Regions from separate parts of the Anser cygnoides genome. Here region 1 is linked to region 2. A link is a contact called in public Hi-C data. All regions are on one chromosome and are shown on one strand. Each heading gives the region's core, a stretch centred on a gene start, on an enhancer-like site or on the middle of the called end of the contact. The rest is flanking DNA. Distances are from core to core; before and after follow the strand shown.

Region 1 (3,524 bases), core at 922-3,421, 54 kb after region 2:
GTATTATACTTTCTCTAAGGACTCTGTTTATACTCCTAAGACTAGTTCAGTTAGGCTGCTTGGGTGTATGTGTAACCTTAAAAATGAGGAACAGTGTTAAAGTTACAGTGACTATGCTACAAGTTTCAGTGGCATTTGTTTAAAGCCACCTTTGTGTTTGAGTATCTTGTTTGAGACAGGCTATGTTTCTCTACTGCTTTTACTAATACTATATTCTGGCATTTGCTAAATCAGATTGTGCGTCATGAAGGGCTGTGGCAAATTACTTTTAAAAAAATTAAAGGGACAAAATTCTTGCAGCCTTAAACACTGTAAATCTGGTGTCCTTTAACACACAGTGGCTCTTTATGTACAAGTAATCTAACAGAGGAGAAGTTGTGTAAGAATCGTGAATGCTCATGTTAAATACAGCTACCTGTTTTTATGGTCAGGACTGAGTTGAATTAGAACATGAAGAAGGACAAATGCAAACTTGTACAATAATGTTAGTTTTCAGGGCTTTTGAGGGACCTGTTCTAACCAAATGTCATTAGAGATAAATCTGTAGTAGTGTATATATAGTGTATAGTGTGTGTATAGAGAAGAAAACATACCAGTAATTGTGTGTGTGTATATATACTTATGTATACATATACAATATATGTGTGTGTGTATATATATACATATATATATATAAGAGCAGTTTCTACTGTCTGTTATATGTGGGGTTTCTTGTCTGCTAACACTGAGGGAGACAAGGGAAGCACAAAATGGACCAGCATCAAACGATACAAAGTAGGATGCAGGCTCAAATATCAAGCACTAACAGCACTGTTATTTTGGTTCATAATAGCATTCGAGTTGTTCAGGAGTCTCGGCAATGCTAGCATATTGCTTATTGCATTTACTCTTTAGAGTTGCACAGGAGCAAAAGTATTTACCTCAGTCTGCCAAAAGGGCTTTAAAGATCTGAGTATTGTGGAGTGGGCGTATGTTTGCTAATGTCAAAACCTCAGAGTAAAATTGATGGGACAGAGGAATTATATCAAGTCAAATTTTGATGCTCTGAATTTTTGCTGAATTTGTGCTTCTAAGGCACTAAACCAGTCCCACTTAACGCATTAAAAGTATGTATTTTTAACTTGCTTTTCCTCAACGGGCTCTTGAAGATCTATCTGAATGTGAAAATGCCAGTACGTGGCAGTCACAACATCTGAAACTAAGACCAGAAAACCACAGTGGAAATACATCTCTACTTAAGCAACAAATAGAGCTTAGAGGGATAGCATTATATACAGTAATGCTCACCTTTGTGGTAAAATTGTCTCCTTTTAACTTACATTTTTCTAATCGGTCTTAGGACTTCTATTCCAGCAACATTACAGCATCCAAAATCTTCCTGAACCCAGGATACTGTCTTAATACCTCTATTTAGCTTGAAAATGAGCAATTGCAATATTTGTAGCTTATGAAGCTTTTGGACTAGATAACAATAAAATGAGGTCGGCATGAGAAGAAGGCAGTCTGGATTTTGCCTCTGTTGCAAAATCTGCCAGCTTCAAGTGTTCTAGTTCCATTTGTCTAGCTTGATAACTTGCTAGATATTAATAATTTAAAACATGCTATTCTCTTAAAGCAACAGTACTGCTATAGCACTTGAAAGTTAAAATATTTAATATTGATTTCAATGTGCTGTAATAGATACAGAAGCCTATTGGAAACAAACAAACACCAAAAGAACCCTACAGCAACAAAAGACTTTCCATTGAAGGCTTGTAGACAAATACATGGTTGCAGAAGAGACCTCTGTTCCTTAATCAGTGCGTGTTATTCAGGTTCTGTGCTGTAGGTCACTAAATTTGACTTTAAATGGCTGTTGCTGTGAATTTTTCAATGCAATACACATCTGCCAAAACCATGGTCTTATGTTGTTTAAACCCCACCGCTCCTGGTGCTGATAGGTAGCTGTTTTCTTTCTTTTATGGCAGCATCATGCATGCAGAAATCTGTCTTTAATATAGAGGGATCATCTTCTAAAACACATTGAAGCATTTGTATCGAGGTGATGCTTCAACTAAATTGTTAGTGGTAGCCTGTTCTTTTTTGTAAGCTTTTCACAGAACTGCGTTGCTATCAGCTGTGTGAAAATTCACAATTAAAAATATTGACCTGTTGGCTAAAGAAGCTTAAATGTTCAAATTTCATTCATTTCAAAATGACAATTGTGGAGAATATCTATAAGAAAGACCGTTCGAACCAAGAAGGAGTTAATTGGGTGGAGGTAACATGTTGACACTGTCTGGCTCAAAATAAATTGAAATTATTATTTTAAGGGATGATACCTATTAAAACAGTGTTTTTATATTGTATAAAATAAACATGAATGATACTGTTCTAAGGTGTATGTTGCTAATAAGTGTTTTTATACTTAAATTAGAACAAAGCTGTTGTTTTCTCAGTCAGAAAAGTTGTGTTTTTTTTCAATGTCGTTCTAAAATACCCTAGTTTAACAACTGATTTTTTTGGGGTCTTGAATCTTAAAAAAAGGACCCTGGCGAAGCCGAGGAAAGTGGAACGCAGGGAAAATTGGTGGAAGCACTCAGGCAAATGAGAATTAATCATAGGGGGAACTACCGCCACCTTCTGGAAGAGATGCTGACTAGTTACAGGCTAGCTAAGATACAGGGAGAAGAGTGTACTGCTGAATCAGCTGCAGCTTCTACTTCAGATAATGATGCTGGACCCAGTGACCCTCTACCAGAAAACCCCACAGAATCTGGGAATCACCTTGCTGAAATACAAAGCTCAAGTGAAGATTCAGGGATGAATGAGATGAGCGATAAACAGACGTAATGTCTTTGTTTTATGTAGCGGATTTAACGCTTCTCCTCACTTGGTGATTTTCCTTTGTTTATATCTCAACATTTGTCACATCTATCCTAGAAGTCTGTTGTTTTCACTTTTGATAATTTGTACAGATTGTTTACATAAATATCTTTTTCCTTAGAAGTTCAAAAGCTATGGTATATTACAGTAGTTGCATCTTATGTTATATAGCAACCAGGTAACTTTTGCTTTGAGATTTTTTCAAAATCCTCTGGCACCAACAATAGGAACCTAATATGCTAATGCAAAAGTAAATTAAAGAAAAACCAACAAAACACCTTGTAAGTAAATTCTTAAATAACAATTTTGATGGTATGTTTGCTGTTGTAAAGTAATTCACAACTTAATGGTATCTTTTGTGCAAATTAATTGAATTATATGAATACTTCCCATTTTTCCCCTGCATCATAACTGCATGTTTGTACTTGAATTGTGTATAGTTTATATTACAAGTAAATTACAAAACTTACCACATCTTAGTTTGTCACTTTTTCTTCTTGAAATGTGTACCATTTTTCCAATTTAGTTTGTATCTACTGTTCATAAATACCTATTTTCTAGATGACTGTATTCTTATTTCCCAGGTTGTAGCATAACATTTATCCAGAAATGAAAATGTACTTAGAATTAGTACCTAGTGTCAAGTTTTAAGAGTTTGT
Region 2 (3,493 bases), core at 379-2,878:
GCAGCATACGTGCACTGGACCTGCAGAAAGCACAGCTCCAGCTCCTGTTACCTTTGCTCAAACTGCCTCTGGAGTGCCAGGCAAGGGTTATCTCGTGTGCGTGTCAATGACCTTAAAGCTAAAAGCTGCGTATTTTCTGGACTGTGGATGTAACTCTGGGAAATAATCCCATTGTGCGCCTGTGTGGAAGAGAGAGGGGGCCTATTGTCAAGTTACAGGCTTTTTCAGGGCTTTTCCAAAGCTCCAGAAAAGTTGAGACAGATCAATAAAAACGCTAGGTAAGCTGAGTTTCGACCTATGGCCCCATGTACGACCGCGGTGCCCGTTCAACCCCAGCACATGGTGAAGGGGCACAAAGGATCAGCCCGTGTGCCACCGGTACTGGTACGGGCAGCGCTGGGCTGGGGGAGCCGAGGGGCACACAGCCGCTCTGAGCCCATTCTGTGGCCAGCATAAACCCAACATGGGGTGGCAGGGAGGGAGCTGGGTGTCCCGGGGGTGACCCAGGCTGGCTTCTGCCCCTTGGGAACAGCGGGGGGCTGTGAGGTACTGAGGGGCTGTGAGGTACGGGGGGCTGTGAGGTACCGGGGGCTGTGAGGTACTGAGGGGCTGTGAGGTACCGGGGGCTGTGAGGTAATAGGGGCTGTGAGGTAACGGGGGGGGGCTGTGAGGTACCGGGGGGCTGTGAGGTACTGAGGGGCTGTGAGGTACCGGGGGGCTGAGGTACTGAGGGTCTTTGAGGTACCGGGGGCTGTGAGGCACCGGGGGCTGTGAGCTACTGGGGGCTGATGGCCGTGAAGCACCGGACACGCAACGCAACGGCCCCAACAGGCGGGCGCGAGCCTCCGCCCCCCGGCCGGCCGGCCCCGCGCCCCCTGATTGGCTGCCGGTGATGTCATCGCGCGGACATACGGGCATTTCCCCCCTCCCCTCCCCTCCCCTCCGTGCCGGGGGGGCGCCGCGCACCTTTCCCCTCCCCGCAGGCGCGGCGCGGCCAATCGCGGCGCGGAGCGGCGCGCGCGCCGCGGCTCCGCCGGGGGCCCGCCGGCCCGGCCGGATTGACAGGGGAAGCAGCCAATCGGGAGGAGGCACCCACCGCCCGGTTCCCGCCCACCCCGCGCAGCGGCGGCCGGGGCGAGGGAGGTGGCGGGGGAGTGGCAGCGCCGGGAGCCAATGGCCCGCGGGTAAGGCGGGGCGGGGAGGCTGCGGCGGCGGGGAGGGGCGGGGCGGGGGCGCCGCCTGACAGCCGCTTCCGTCCGGCCAGCCCAGGCGGCGAGGCCGGGCGAAGAAAGTGCGGAGAAAGGCAGGCGCCGCGCGCGCCGGCGCCGTGATGGACGAGAGCGGCGGCCAATAGCTGGCGAGACGGGTGCGAAATGCCCAATCGGGGGACGCTCCCCAGCGGGGCCGGCGGGTGAGCGGCTCGCGGCTCGCCCAATGGCGCCGAGGCTTTCCAGCGCGAGCTGAGCGGGCGCCCAATGACGGCGGGGGGGGGGCGGGAACGGGGCGAGCGACGTCGGCGGCAGCCAATAGCAGGCTCGGGACGGGCGCGGGGAGGGGGGCGGGATCGCCGGGGGGGCGGCTCGGGGGGGGGCCGTGACGTAGCGCGGGGGGGAGGGCGGGGCCGGCGGCGGCCGTCGGGACGGGGGCTCCCAACATGGCGGCGCTGCGGGCGGCGCTCCGGCTGCGCGAGCGGGCGGCGGCTGCGGCCGGCGGCGGCCGGCGCGGGGCGGGCCGCGCCTGAGGGCCTGCGCCTCACGGGCTGCGCCTCGCCGCCTGCCTCGGGGCCCCGCAGCGCACCGCGCGGGACGGGCCCTGCCCTGCCGTGCCCTGCCCTGCCCTGCCCTGCCGGGCCGCCGGCGCCGCTCCGCCGACAGGTACGGGGAGAGGGGCCCGGGCCGGCGGGGAGCGGCGGGGCGCCGCCGGGGGAGCAGGGCCCGGCCGCCGGGGGAGCTGCCCTGCCAGCCGGGCCCTCCTGCGCGGTGCGGGGGGGTCGGGGGGAAGCTGGGGGCAGGGCCCTTGGGGCCGGGCGGGGGGCTCGGCGCCGGGGGTGGGGGCAGCTCGGGGCCGGGGGAAGGGGGGAGCCGTCTGAGGGGCTGGGGGCGGCCGCCTGGTGGGGGGGGCTGAGGGGCATGGTGCCCGGGGTGTGCTCGTGCCTTAGGGGTGCAGGCGGCATGGGAAGGCACACGTGTTTGGGGGTAGTGGTACGCGAAGGCTTGTACACCTGGGAGCGGTAGGCAGCTAATCCTGGACGTGTTGTGAGAACTGAAGGGATAAGCTGTGTGGCTTCTGGACGGTGTGGAGGAGGAGGAGGCTTTGGGCGGCAAGCCCGTGTCCGGCTTCCAGGCACGGTGGCAACAGGTTCCTACAAGGTTCTGAACTTGTTTTGTTTGGTGGCCGCTGCGGTTAGACGTAATGTGCGAGACCTTCGTGTGTAATAGGAGATGGTATGTGGACAGAGAGGCATGCATGTGCTTAGCTGCATGCAAGTTGGTTTGTCGGGCGCTCCTGTCGAGGGCTGAGAGAGATGGCTGGCTGTCACCAGCGGAGCGAGCCCTGCTTCGTGTGTGTTGGGACAGGCCAGGGCAGCAAGCGACGCGGTCTGTGCCCCGGGAGCATGGCAGGAGCCATGGGCTGCTGGCCTGCCTGTGACAACATGGGAAGCCTGGATGTTTGTTGGCTGAGCCATGGAATACAAATTGGAAAACTTACGGCAGTTGCCATATCTTGTAGACACAATGGTGCTGTTTGGAGAAAAGGCCGTGCATGTGCTGGGAGGTATCTGTAGGCATCCATCCGTACTGGTGATGTCAGGCAGTGTAAGCTTCTGTCTGTAAGGGCATCAATGCTTTATTCTTGTGGGTAAATTGCCACGGTTTACTGTAGATTGAGGCTGTGAGGGAACTTGGCCGTATGCTTAGAAGTAGAAATGAGCAGCGGGGGCATTGAAAGGTCTCTGTGGGTTTGGAAAGATGCGGGGGTAGGATGAGTTTGTGGGGATTGTGCTTGTACAGGGCGAAGCTTCCCGTAGGCTGTGCGTCCATGTGTGTACCAGGGCAATGGTATTTGCGCAAAAGGGAAACTGGAATTTTCATAGTGCTGAGTTAGTGGGAACTACAGAGAGAGGAGGCAGGCCTTTTGGCCGCAGATGTGGAAAGCTGAAATGGTGGGGGGGGAGTGGCAGTGAGCTGGGGCTGAGCAGGTGGGAGGCGATGGGCATCCTGTGCTCCCTTTGGTGTGGGGAGAAGTTCCCAGTTGCGGCAGCCCGTGGAAACTGGGAAAAAAAGTGATTGAAGATGAGGGAACTTGTCACTGTTAGGAATACTGTCAGATTAAGAGAGTCTACCAAAACAGTCATGGGGTTCCTGTTAAAGGCTCTTTTTTTCTTCCTCCTCTATATTTTGTTCTATTTGTTCCAGTGAGTAAATTGACCATTAAACGTGAACTTTTGCTGAAACTAGTGCTTGTAATGGTCTTGACTGATCAGGAGCTAACT

What was found. Hi-C and Micro-C count contacts between places; a contact is called where the count stands out from the background.
Region 1: a Hi-C map of liver shows a contact between it and region 2, with 5 times the contacts expected there. The contact joins the enhancer-like site here to the promoter of PPM1B in region 2. A contact is called at or near these places in 2 of 7 Hi-C or Micro-C datasets (both in liver).

What each region holds. Positions count from the first base shown.
Region 1 is chr3:28,658,705-28,662,228 of Taihu_goose_T2T_genome, forward strand. All of the region lies in intron 7 of PPM1B (protein phosphatase, Mg2+/Mn2+ dependent 1B), which reads left to right. Among named protein-coding and RNA genes, the nearest start is that of SLC3A1, 6.2 kb to the right of the region's middle. Within about 2 kb of position 2,172, at least 1 of the 3 cell types and tissues checked has open chromatin away from gene starts, as enhancers often do. A contact at or near this core is called in liver, where this site is marked.
Region 2 is chr3:28,605,286-28,608,778 of Taihu_goose_T2T_genome, forward strand. It overlaps PPM1B (protein phosphatase, Mg2+/Mn2+ dependent 1B), which reads left to right and starts at 1,629. Exons shown (of 8, transcript XM_066993801.1): 1 at 1,629-1,874.